Linked DNA regions of Mus musculus: all the other regions are linked to region 1. The links are chromatin contacts, called in public Hi-C and promoter capture Hi-C maps. All regions are on one chromosome and are shown on one strand. The core of a region is the stretch at or near the end of the contact, and the rest is flanking DNA. Distances in the headings are between cores, read along the strand shown.

What was found. Promoter capture Hi-C pulls out the DNA fragments that hold promoters and counts their contacts. A called contact is a pair of places that touch in the nucleus more often than the background predicts.
Region 2: a contact with region 1 is called in a promoter capture Hi-C map of liver, with 3 times the contacts expected there. The contact joins the promoter of 4732471J01Rik here to the promoter of Lin37 in region 1. A contact is called at or near these places in 3 of 39 promoter capture datasets (cranial neural crest, frontonasal cranial neural crest and liver).
Region 3: a contact with region 1 is called in a Hi-C map of uterus. The contact joins the promoter of Zfp574 here to the promoter of Lin37 in region 1. A contact is called at or near these places in 3 of 484 Hi-C or Micro-C datasets (CD8 T cells, muscle stem cells and uterus).

The regions. Positions count from the first base shown.
Region 1 is chr7:30,557,974-30,561,477 of GRCm38.p6, forward strand. It overlaps Lin37 (lin-37 homolog (C. elegans)), which reads right to left and starts at 1,673. Exons shown (of 9, transcript NM_029377.2): 1 at 1,469-1,673. The coding sequence starts at 1,502.
Region 2 is chr7:25,392,921-25,395,987 of GRCm38.p6, forward strand. It overlaps 4732471J01Rik (RIKEN cDNA 4732471J01 gene), which reads left to right and starts at 1,793. Exons shown (of 7, transcript NR_015569.3): 1 at 1,793-3,033. It also overlaps a transcript of Lipe not described here.
Region 3 is chr7:25,075,243-25,078,276 of GRCm38.p6, forward strand. Zfp574 (zinc finger protein 574) reads left to right here and starts at 1,565. Exons shown (of 2, transcript NM_175477.5): 1 at 1,565-2,240. It also overlaps a transcript of Grik5 not described here.

The DNA of each region.
Region 1 (3,504 bases), core at 423-2,922:
AGGAATCAGCTCTGTGTGCGCCTCCCACATTCGCCGTGGGAGGCGATCCTACGTCCTGTCTGGTCCAGTTACTTGGAAAGCAGCTTTAGTGCCACTCAGTGGAGAGACCAACTAAAGACAGAACCAGGGTGACAGAGCCTTAGGCGGGGCCAAGGGCACAGCTGCTACCACTGCTCTTTCTCTCCAACACCTACTCAGGAATCTAGGATCTGGACACCTTCCATGGACAGCCCTTAGGGTATTCCCACTGAGGTCTCCTCGAAACCCACTCCACTCCCTGGATTCTCCCATGAGGCGTGACTAGCTGGCCCACAGGCTCCTGACTCGCTGTGGGCACTCCTTTCCCAGCCCCAGTCTCAGCTCACTTGGCTTGTGGGAGTCTGTCAATATATCCCCTCCCTACCTCGCCTTTTCCTCCCACCCAGCGCCTAGCCTCTGTCATCTTTTCTGATCCACCTCCTTTTATAATGCAGACAAAAGAACCTTCCTAAAAGAAAGCCAAGCCTACTGGGCATAATAGCATATGTCTGCTATCCCAGCACTCTGGAGGCTGAGGTAGGAGGATCAAGAGTTTCAAGGTCAGCCTCAGCAATGAAAGATCCTCTCTCAAACAATAAGCAAAAGAAAGAAAAAATACAAAGACAGACAGACAACACAACGTGGCTTTGATCTTCTCCAGCACAGAACCCTCAAGGAGTCTTCAATCCTGACTCCAGAAAATGGGGTCTGTACTCAGTCTGGCGTTTCCAAACCCACCCTTGTCCTACCTGCATAGTTGTAGTGAGGCTCCCTCCACTATATATATTTCTCTCCTCCCACCCCCAGTTCTTCACTATATAGCCTTGGGTTGGCATGTTGTTTGCTAAGTAGGTCAAACTGGCCTTGACTTCAGAGATCCGTTTGTCTCTGTTCTCCATGCCCTGGGAATAAAGGCAGCTGCCAACACGAACAGCCCTCTCTCCACTCACTGCATCTCTGAGGATGTCCACTCAAGCTTTGTTGTTGTTGTTTGTTTGTTTTTTTGCACTTTGGGGTGTACCTTTACCAACTCACTCCTTCTTCAAAAACCTCCCTAGACTACCCACTTCCCTCAAAGGAAAAGTCGAAAGTCCCTTCCCAGAACCCACAGATCTGTCCTCCTCCCCTCCCATCTCTCTGCCTCCGTTTCCTCACGGCTGCAGTCGCCCTAGCTGCTCTGCTGCCCGCTTCCTTCCTACACCCTGCCACTCCTCCCACCTTGTCTATTTATCACCCTACACCCTAGCGTTATTGGAATGCACAGCCAGTGAGGATTGATTCAGGGACACTCCACAATTGATGACTCATGCCCACTGTCAGAAATGGGGAAAGTGAGGTAGAAAAAGAAAAGGACCCTTTTTAGAGGATCCTGTCATATGGGCTGCAGAGAGATGTCGCGTACTCCGCTTTTTCACTATTAACATATCTCTCCTGGATCCCCAGTCCTCACCTGATTTCTCCACTTTCACCTTTACCGGGAACATGATTTGGGTGCAGGTCTAATGCGCTGGATCAGAAAAACTTGGAGGAGGTGTGGTTCAAAAGCTAGGCGGAAGGCGGGCAGGGAAAGGTCAAAGGTAAGTCTGGGCACCACTGGTCCTCGGGCCTGAGCACTGTCCAGCCGCGACTGCCTTGGCGGCCACTTCCCTTCTTCCCCTTCTGTAGGCGGGACCCTTTGGCAACTGCTTTTTCCCACTAGTTGATGAAAACGTCAATTTCATTTGCTGGCCAATTGACAGCCTGTACTATTGGCTCCCAGCCTTAGGCTCCACCTTCCCGAGGCCCTGTATCCGGAAACAAACCAACGACAAGCCAGGCACCTGGGGGGCGGAGGTGGGGGTTGTGATTCAAACTTCCGAGGCTCAAGACGGAGGTAATGCGCCTGCGCCGCAAGGAGCACTATGGGAAGCAAAGACTCAGACATCCCAAGGCTTTTCGGGATTTGTAGTGTTATATTTTAGTATTGCCACTAAACCTATTTCCAGCTCCTAAGTAACTATCATAGTCACTGACATCCTTCACAGGAAGATCATTCTGGAGACGGACTGGATCCTTTCTGACAGAGAGCTCGCTAGGTGTATTTCTCAGCTAACTCTCTTTCATTTAAATACTAAAAGCGCTGGGTACTCATCCACATAGTGAGGACGCTTTAACGAGCAAAACAGGCAAAAATCCTTGCTGAGAATGTGTCTTATCGTGTAGAGGATAGACGATAGTCAATAAACAAGCCAAAAATTCTAAGTGAAATGTAATGGGAACACACAAATATGTAAAAATACTCAATAGGGAACATCAAAGTGGGGACTGAGACTTTATCATTATTTATTTATTGCCTCACTCTGGCTCAGTCTAGCCTGAAGCTCATTATGTATGTGACCCAAGCTGTCTCTGAACTCCCGGAAGGCCTCCTGCCTCAGCCTCCCCAGTGTGTGATTAACACAACAACCTGTTGGGTATATGCTTTTCTTAACTTATTGGGGGGTGGGGCACACCTGTAGCAGTCAGATCACTTACAGGATTTGAGGATCAAACGCAGGTCATGACTGGCAGCAAGTGTCCCTACCATTGAGTTATCTCACTAGACTCTTTGCTGAAATTATGTTGACACAGGGTATCACTACAAACCCCAGCTGGCCTGGAAGTCACAGAAATCCACCATGCCTCTGCTTCCCAAGTGCTGTGGTTTCAGACATAAGCCACCAAAATCATGAAATATTTATTTATTTATTTTTGAGACAGGGTTTCTCTGTGTAGCCCTGGCTGTCCTGGAACTCACTTTGTAGACCAGGCTGGCCTCGAACTCAGAAATCTGCCTGCCTCTGCCTCCCAAGTGCTGGGATAAAAGACGTGCACCACCACTGACTGGCCATGAAATTTTAAATGAGAAGATCAAGATGCCAGAGAAAGGGCTTGCTCACTTGTTGAGCGCAGTAGTTAAGGGGATTCACATGGTGTCTAACAACCATGTATAATTGCAGTTCTAGAGGATGCTGATGTCCTCTTCTGGTTCCCATGGGCACTACATAAAAGTACACACACACACACACACAAAACTAAATCAAGAATAAAGAATAGGCTGGGTGGTGGCGGCGCACGCCTTTAATCCCAGCACTCGGGAGGCAGAGGCAGGTGGATTTCTGAGTTCGAGGCCAGCCTGGTCTACAGAGTGAGTTCCAGGATGGCGAGGGCTACACAGAGAAACCCTGTCTCGAAAAACCAAAAAAAAAAAAAAAAAAACAAACAAAACAACAACAACAAGAATAAAGAATAGGAAAGTCAAGGAAGCTGTCCTAAGGAAGCTCCTGGATAAGACACCTCCCTTAGAGGGAGAAATGTGAATTCTTCCTTGGCAGAGACTACCAAAGCCTAGAACAAGAAAGTGATTTTCTTGCTTGGTTTGTCAGGCTAGGAATGTTAACAGAGTGCACTGCCAGTAAACTACTGCTCCAGTTCAGAAAGTTGTGTTTTTAAATCCACAACTACCCG
Region 2 (3,067 bases), core at 543-3,042, 5.2 Mb before region 1:
TCTTTTGAAAGCATAAGGCTGACCTTGCCCTTCCAGCCCACCAATGCTTCCCTGCCTTCCTCCCAGATAAAGCTTCAGACTTGGGCATGGCCTTTTAAGCTGACCTAGAGCCCACCTTGCCTGCCCCAGCTTCCTGACCCCAGCCTCCGCCCCCAGACCTCTCTCTGCATTGTCAGGCGCTGCTCTTCCAGCGGTGTTCCTGCTGCTCTGCTCTCCCCACCTCCCTTGCTCGGTAGCTGATGCCTGCCCGTCCATGAGTCTGATGTCACCTTGTTGGAAAAGCTACCCACGCTCATTTTCTCAGAATTTTCTTTCTTGAAAGCAGGACACATTTTCTCATGTAGCCCAAGCTGGCTTCAGACTGACTATATAGTCAGAGACTACAAGACTTTAAGCTTCTTTCTGATCCTCTTGCCTCGGCCTCCCTACTTCTGAATTATAAGCAAGTGCTATGATGCCTACTGTGTGTGGTCCTGGAGACAGACCCTTGGGCTTTGTCCATGCTAGTCAGGTACTCCAGTAATAAGCTACATCCCCAGCTCCAGGATTTTTCCTTTTATCATACTGGCTTGTTTACAATGTTTTGTAAATGGGTGAATGAGAGAGGTTGAGACAGAGTTCCACTCTGTAGCCCTGACTGACCTGCAACTCACTATGTAGCCCGGGCTTGCCTTGAACTGACTCAGCTTCCCAAGGACTGGGATCAGAGGTGTGCGGCACATGCCTGGCAACAACAGTCTTATTACCATCTGTGTCCTCAGCTCTACTGAGACTGCCCTGCTAGTTACAGAAAGCCGAAGCCTGGCACCTCTAGGTATTGAATGTCTGTCTCGGGATGAAATCTTTGTGACTAGAGCCTTTTAGATTCAGAATTAAGGTTGAGGCATACAACAGCTGTCAGCTCCACACTCCCTGCTCTGAGAAGGCTGAAGGTATCCATCTCCCTGCCCTCACTGGACAGGTACAGGAAACCCAACCAGCTCAGTGCCTCTGTGTCTCTGTCGTCATTTGGGAAATGGGCTGATCATAATGACAGCTGTCTCATCCAGTTACTTGTGGCAAGATCACAAGGATAAATGACGGCTCCAGCCAGTCAGGATACCCTTGGGGCAGAGGTGGGATCTGATTCACAGGTCTGAGGCCTGGCACTAGGAAGGGCCTCAGGAAATGACAGTCACTTCTCAGAGCTGCGAGCCTTTGTGAGTGTGCTTACCTGAACCCCGTGCAAGGGAGGAGCCTTACTCAAGCAGATTCTTTCTGACTCCTCATGACACTAAGGGCAGCTTGGCTATTAACAGCTCCACGTCACACTTCACACATTCCTTTGCTTATCAATCTAATAAATACTTGAATGTCCATGTGTCTGGCATTCCCTGTAAACAAGGCAGACACAACCCTACTCTTAGGGAGACCAGTGTCTAGTAGAGTCAGACACTCTACTCAGCACACTCAGCCAGACAGTAGACTTACATACACCTCTCCAAAACACACACATTTGAATCTGACAACAGCCCTACAGATGCCTGTTGGGAGCTCAGAAAAAAAATTGAGAAAAGGTCCCTGTTCATTACTTCACATTCATAGCAATTTGGTACAATGGGTCTTTGCGATTGAGGTTCCATATCGCTTCAAAGCATAGTGTTCTGCTATGTGTCTTTGTTGGGGGATAGGAGGCTTCAGGGTCCTGCTTGAGCTCCAACACTTGTCTACCAAAGGAGGATGAGGAATGATGAATTTGGGGGTTTTGGGTCTGGTAAGCCATGCCAGGTTTTTTCTGGTTTTGCCTGCACAGGAACCTGTCCCTGGAGTCTGATAAAGATCCATGGACTGCCGGTGGAGCTGCATAGCGGAGGGCTTGCTTAGTGTTCACCAGGCCCTAGGTTTGGCTGTAAGCAGCGCCACAAGACAGACAAAACTCATAACCAAACCAGGACTTAATGCCTGCTCTGATTGAGCCATGCAAAATCTTTGGTTGTTCTGCCACTGTTTCTCCAGCCTTTTGGATCCAGGGAAGCTAAATGGTAACTCCCTCCTTTCTCTAAGGACAACGTAAAAGTTCTCATGTTTTGCAAGTCGCCCCAGGGTTGCTGGGTTGATGAAGGTCGATTGTCAAAGAGCAGATGGATGGATTCACTGAGAGAGTAAGAAGGGGCTGCAAGGAGCTCTTCCAATTACCGGATGCCCCTTCTGCCTACCTTTTGCATTCTATTTATTTAGAAAAAGCGGTTAAAAACCCTTCTACGTTATTCTTTTAAGAGGGCAGAAGACATGAAAACCGCTTGAACCGAAACAGAAAACACTAAAGGCACAGCTCTTGGCCACACAGAAAAAGGAACCTGAGAGAGAACCTTATTCCGACAGACGAGCATTTCGGACACTTCCCCAAAGACCGCACTGGGACAGACGTAGTCCTTACGTCTCGGTGGGGCATTCTACTCTCACATCACCCCCCCCCCCACGCGCAGGACGGCAGTGGATCAGTCCACGGGTCTCTTCCCCCTCGTGGAAGTGGGTCAGTTCCCCCAGTCCCCAGTCCCCCGCAGGATGTGCGGGATTTCTTTTAAGCTGTTACCGACTCACCTTTGATCTTGCCTTTTCGCCACCGCCTGCGACTGCGGTTCTTCGATCCTTCTTTGCCCTGCTTGGAGGCCTGGGCCCCCACGGGCGCCGATTCCACGGCCGGCTCCATCAATTCTTTCCAGTCCTGGCGCGGGGCCCAATTCCAGCGATCAAGTTCCTCTCTTAGAGTCAATCCTAGTTACACACCACTGCCAGGCCCCCAAACCATCCAATCCTGGGCAGGCTCCTCGCGGAGCTCCGCCTTTAATGGGTGGGGCTGAAGGTCTTGGCCCGCCCATCTGCTCAGATTAAAGGAACCGCGCAGTGCACCGTAACGACAAACAAAAAACCAAAAACCAAAAACCAAAAAAAAACCCGCAGTCCTGGAAGCAGCGAGAAGTGCCCTCACAGCAGGAATAGTGAGGAGTCGCGTTAGAGTCACCCCAACAAAGAATTCTCAGTCATCTTGTGCAGGTGCTGACCCTCGCCATCTCATTCACCTTTCCTT
Region 3 (3,034 bases), core at 315-2,814, 5.5 Mb before region 1:
GACCAGCCTGGACTACATACGAGTTTCAGGGTTACATAGAGATGCTGTCTCAACAATTATTTTCTTTTTTGGGGGGGGGGTGTCAGACAGGGTTTCTCTGTGTAGCCCTGGCTGTCCTGGAACTCACTCTGTAGACCAGGCTGGCCTTTAACTCAGAAATCCACCTGCTTCTGCCAAGTGCTGGAAAGGTGTGTGCCACCACTGCCCAACAAAAATTAATTTCTATATAGCAGTATTTACTTAGTGTCTCGAAAACCCGGGACAAAGACTAGCATCCCTTTTCAGAGATAAAAACAAAAACAAAAGCCGGGTATGGTGGCGCACACCTTTAATCCCAGCACTCGGGAGGCAGAGGCAGGTGGATTTCTGAGTTCAAGGCCAGCCTGTTTTACAAAGTGAATTCCAGGACAGCCAGAGCTATACAGAGAAACCCTGTCTCGAAGAACTAAAAAAAACCAAAACAACAACAACAACAACAAAAAAAACTAAACCTGAGACAGAGTGGAGTTGTTTTGCCCAAAGTCACAGCTAAGAAGTACCAGGGCCAGGATAAGCAGCCTAGTTAGAACATGTAGGTATACTTGCTAGGGAGTCCAGTAAGAAGACATCCAGCTAGACATCCAAAGGAGGGCACACACATGGTGACAACTGGAGACTCAGACCTACCTGTGGTTCTGTGTTCAAACCCCTCCTAGTTTTTCTGAGCTTCAGTTGGGGAAACGGGGGACAGTTTGACCAACCAGATGCACCTCTGATAACTCCCTTAACCTTGGCTTCAAGAGGGAGCTTCCTGAAAACTGTGGTGTACTTGTGTGGAGTCCAAATATGGATACTGGATCTCTTCAGTCACTCGCTACCATATTACATTCAGGTGTGTGTGTGTATGTTCATGTATGCACACTCTGGTATATGCAGAAGTCAGAGAACAACTTACAAGAGTCAGTTCTCTCCTTTCACCCTGTGGATCCCAGAATCAAAACTCCAGATCAGGCTTAGCATGTGGCTTTACGCGCTGAACCATCTCCCTGGCTGGCCTGGAACTTCATGTTTTCCCAGGAAATTCTTCCCATGCCTAGGGGTCCTTAACTGTAACTGTGTGGAAGGGCAGTCACCTGGAAAGATACCTTTAATGCTCAAAACAGGAGAGGCCGAGTCAGGCGGATCTCTGTGAGGCCAGCCTGTTCACAAAGCCAGACCATGCCTCAAACAAAAACAAGAACAACTGACTCGATCCACTACAAATCCCATAAACTTCCTTCTTCAGGTCTTCCACCCCACACCCTCAGCTTCTTCCAAGGGACCTTACTAACGGGGCTTTTCCTTTCTCCTTCCATTTCTCACTTCCTGTCACGTACCTCTTCCTCTAAACTCCCTCTCCTGACATCTTGTTTCCATTCTACTCTTCCTCGATTTCCCCGTTCATCCTCTTAATAGGAAAAAAAAGTCTTAAGCCTTGTTTTGTTCCTTTTGCCCTGTGTGACTGCTGCTGCTTGGTTTCCTCTCCCATTCACGCCGAGTGGTGTCTCTTTTTTTTTTTTTTTTTTTTTTTGCCACTGGCCCTCAGGGATCCTTGACTGTAACCCGCCGGCCTCCAGGGCTTTGCGTGTCTCTACAGCCTACACTGCCCGAATCCCCTACGCCTAGCTTGTCAGGCGCCCCCAAGATGGCGCCTCCAGCTTCGTCCCGCCTCCCGACGTCATCGCGCCCTCTCCGCTCAGCGCTCCCCTTTCGAGCTATCAAAGGCGGAATCCGAGAAGAGGTGGAAGAGGAAGAACCTCCAGGGAGGATTAAAGAGGCGGGTAGTATCCACCTGGAGGCCGACCAGCGAGGGAACATTGCTAAAGGATTGGCTGGGCGCTGCGCGATCCCACCCCTCCGCTCTATTGGTCGAGGCTTCAGGAAACCTGAGCATCGATTGGTCTAATGACAGGGGCAGACAGCCGATGATTGGGCGAATTGTGCAGTTCTTCGCAGCGGCCCAGGCGGAAGGTGGGAGGAGCGTTGTTGAGGGCGGCCTGGGGTGAGAGCGAGGCTGCGGAGCAGGCGAGACGACGGGCGCTAGAGAGGACGCGGCGCTAGAGTGGCGGTGCAAAGGGACCTGAAGCCCGTAGCCCGGCCTGGGGCCGGCGAGACGGCCGAGGCGGGTGAGTCCCCGCCGGAGCGCAGAGGTCCGGCCCCACCCGGCGGCTTGCCTGCGTCATTCGGCCTGCACGATGAAGGCCTGAAGGATCGCGTCCCGGGTGCGGAGAGCGGAGCGGCCGTTGGGCGCGCGGGCCGGGCGGGGGCTGTGCCGGGACGGCGGGTGGGATGGGGGACTGGAGTTGAGTGCGGGGCTGAGTGAGGAGGGGCAGGGCTCGGGCTGCAGGCCGGGGGCCGACCTTGGCGGGAAGGGGAGGTCCCAGAGCTGCCTCGCCGGAGGGCTCTCTGGTTGCATGGGGTATCGGGGCCACGGGTGGGTGCGCTGGGATGGGGATCAGAATCGAAAGGGGACGGTTAGAGGACTCATGGATGCCGGGGTGGGGAGCTGGCCCGAGAAAGGAGGTAATTAACGCAGGGAGGAAAATCGATTTCTGCCTGGAAAGAGCTGAGGCAGAGAAGAGGTTTTTGAGGTATCTTTAGAGCGAAGGGAGGGATCAGGTGTGGAAAACGGAGTAATGCTGACAAGGAAGACCGATAAACGCATGAAAGTGGGGCTTGGAAAGTATTGACAGAGGTCTTTATTTATTCTTACGGGTTTCAATAGGTTGAGCTAGAGGGGAGGGATTGTTTTGTTTTAGATACAGGTAAGTAGGCCAAAGGGAATATTCGAGCAATCTTGGGTGTAGTTGGAGAGACAGAGATGTGTGCTACAGAGAGCAGTCTAGGAATTTTGGGGATGTACCATATTGATAACTCTGGGGGATTTGGGTATCCCCATAGTTGTTTGCTGGTGAGAAGGTTTAAGTATGAAGAGGACCTCTTTTTGCAGGGTTTGAGTACAGATGGAGTTTCTAAGTGACAGACATTGGAAACCCTGAGTGAGATAGGTGAAAGG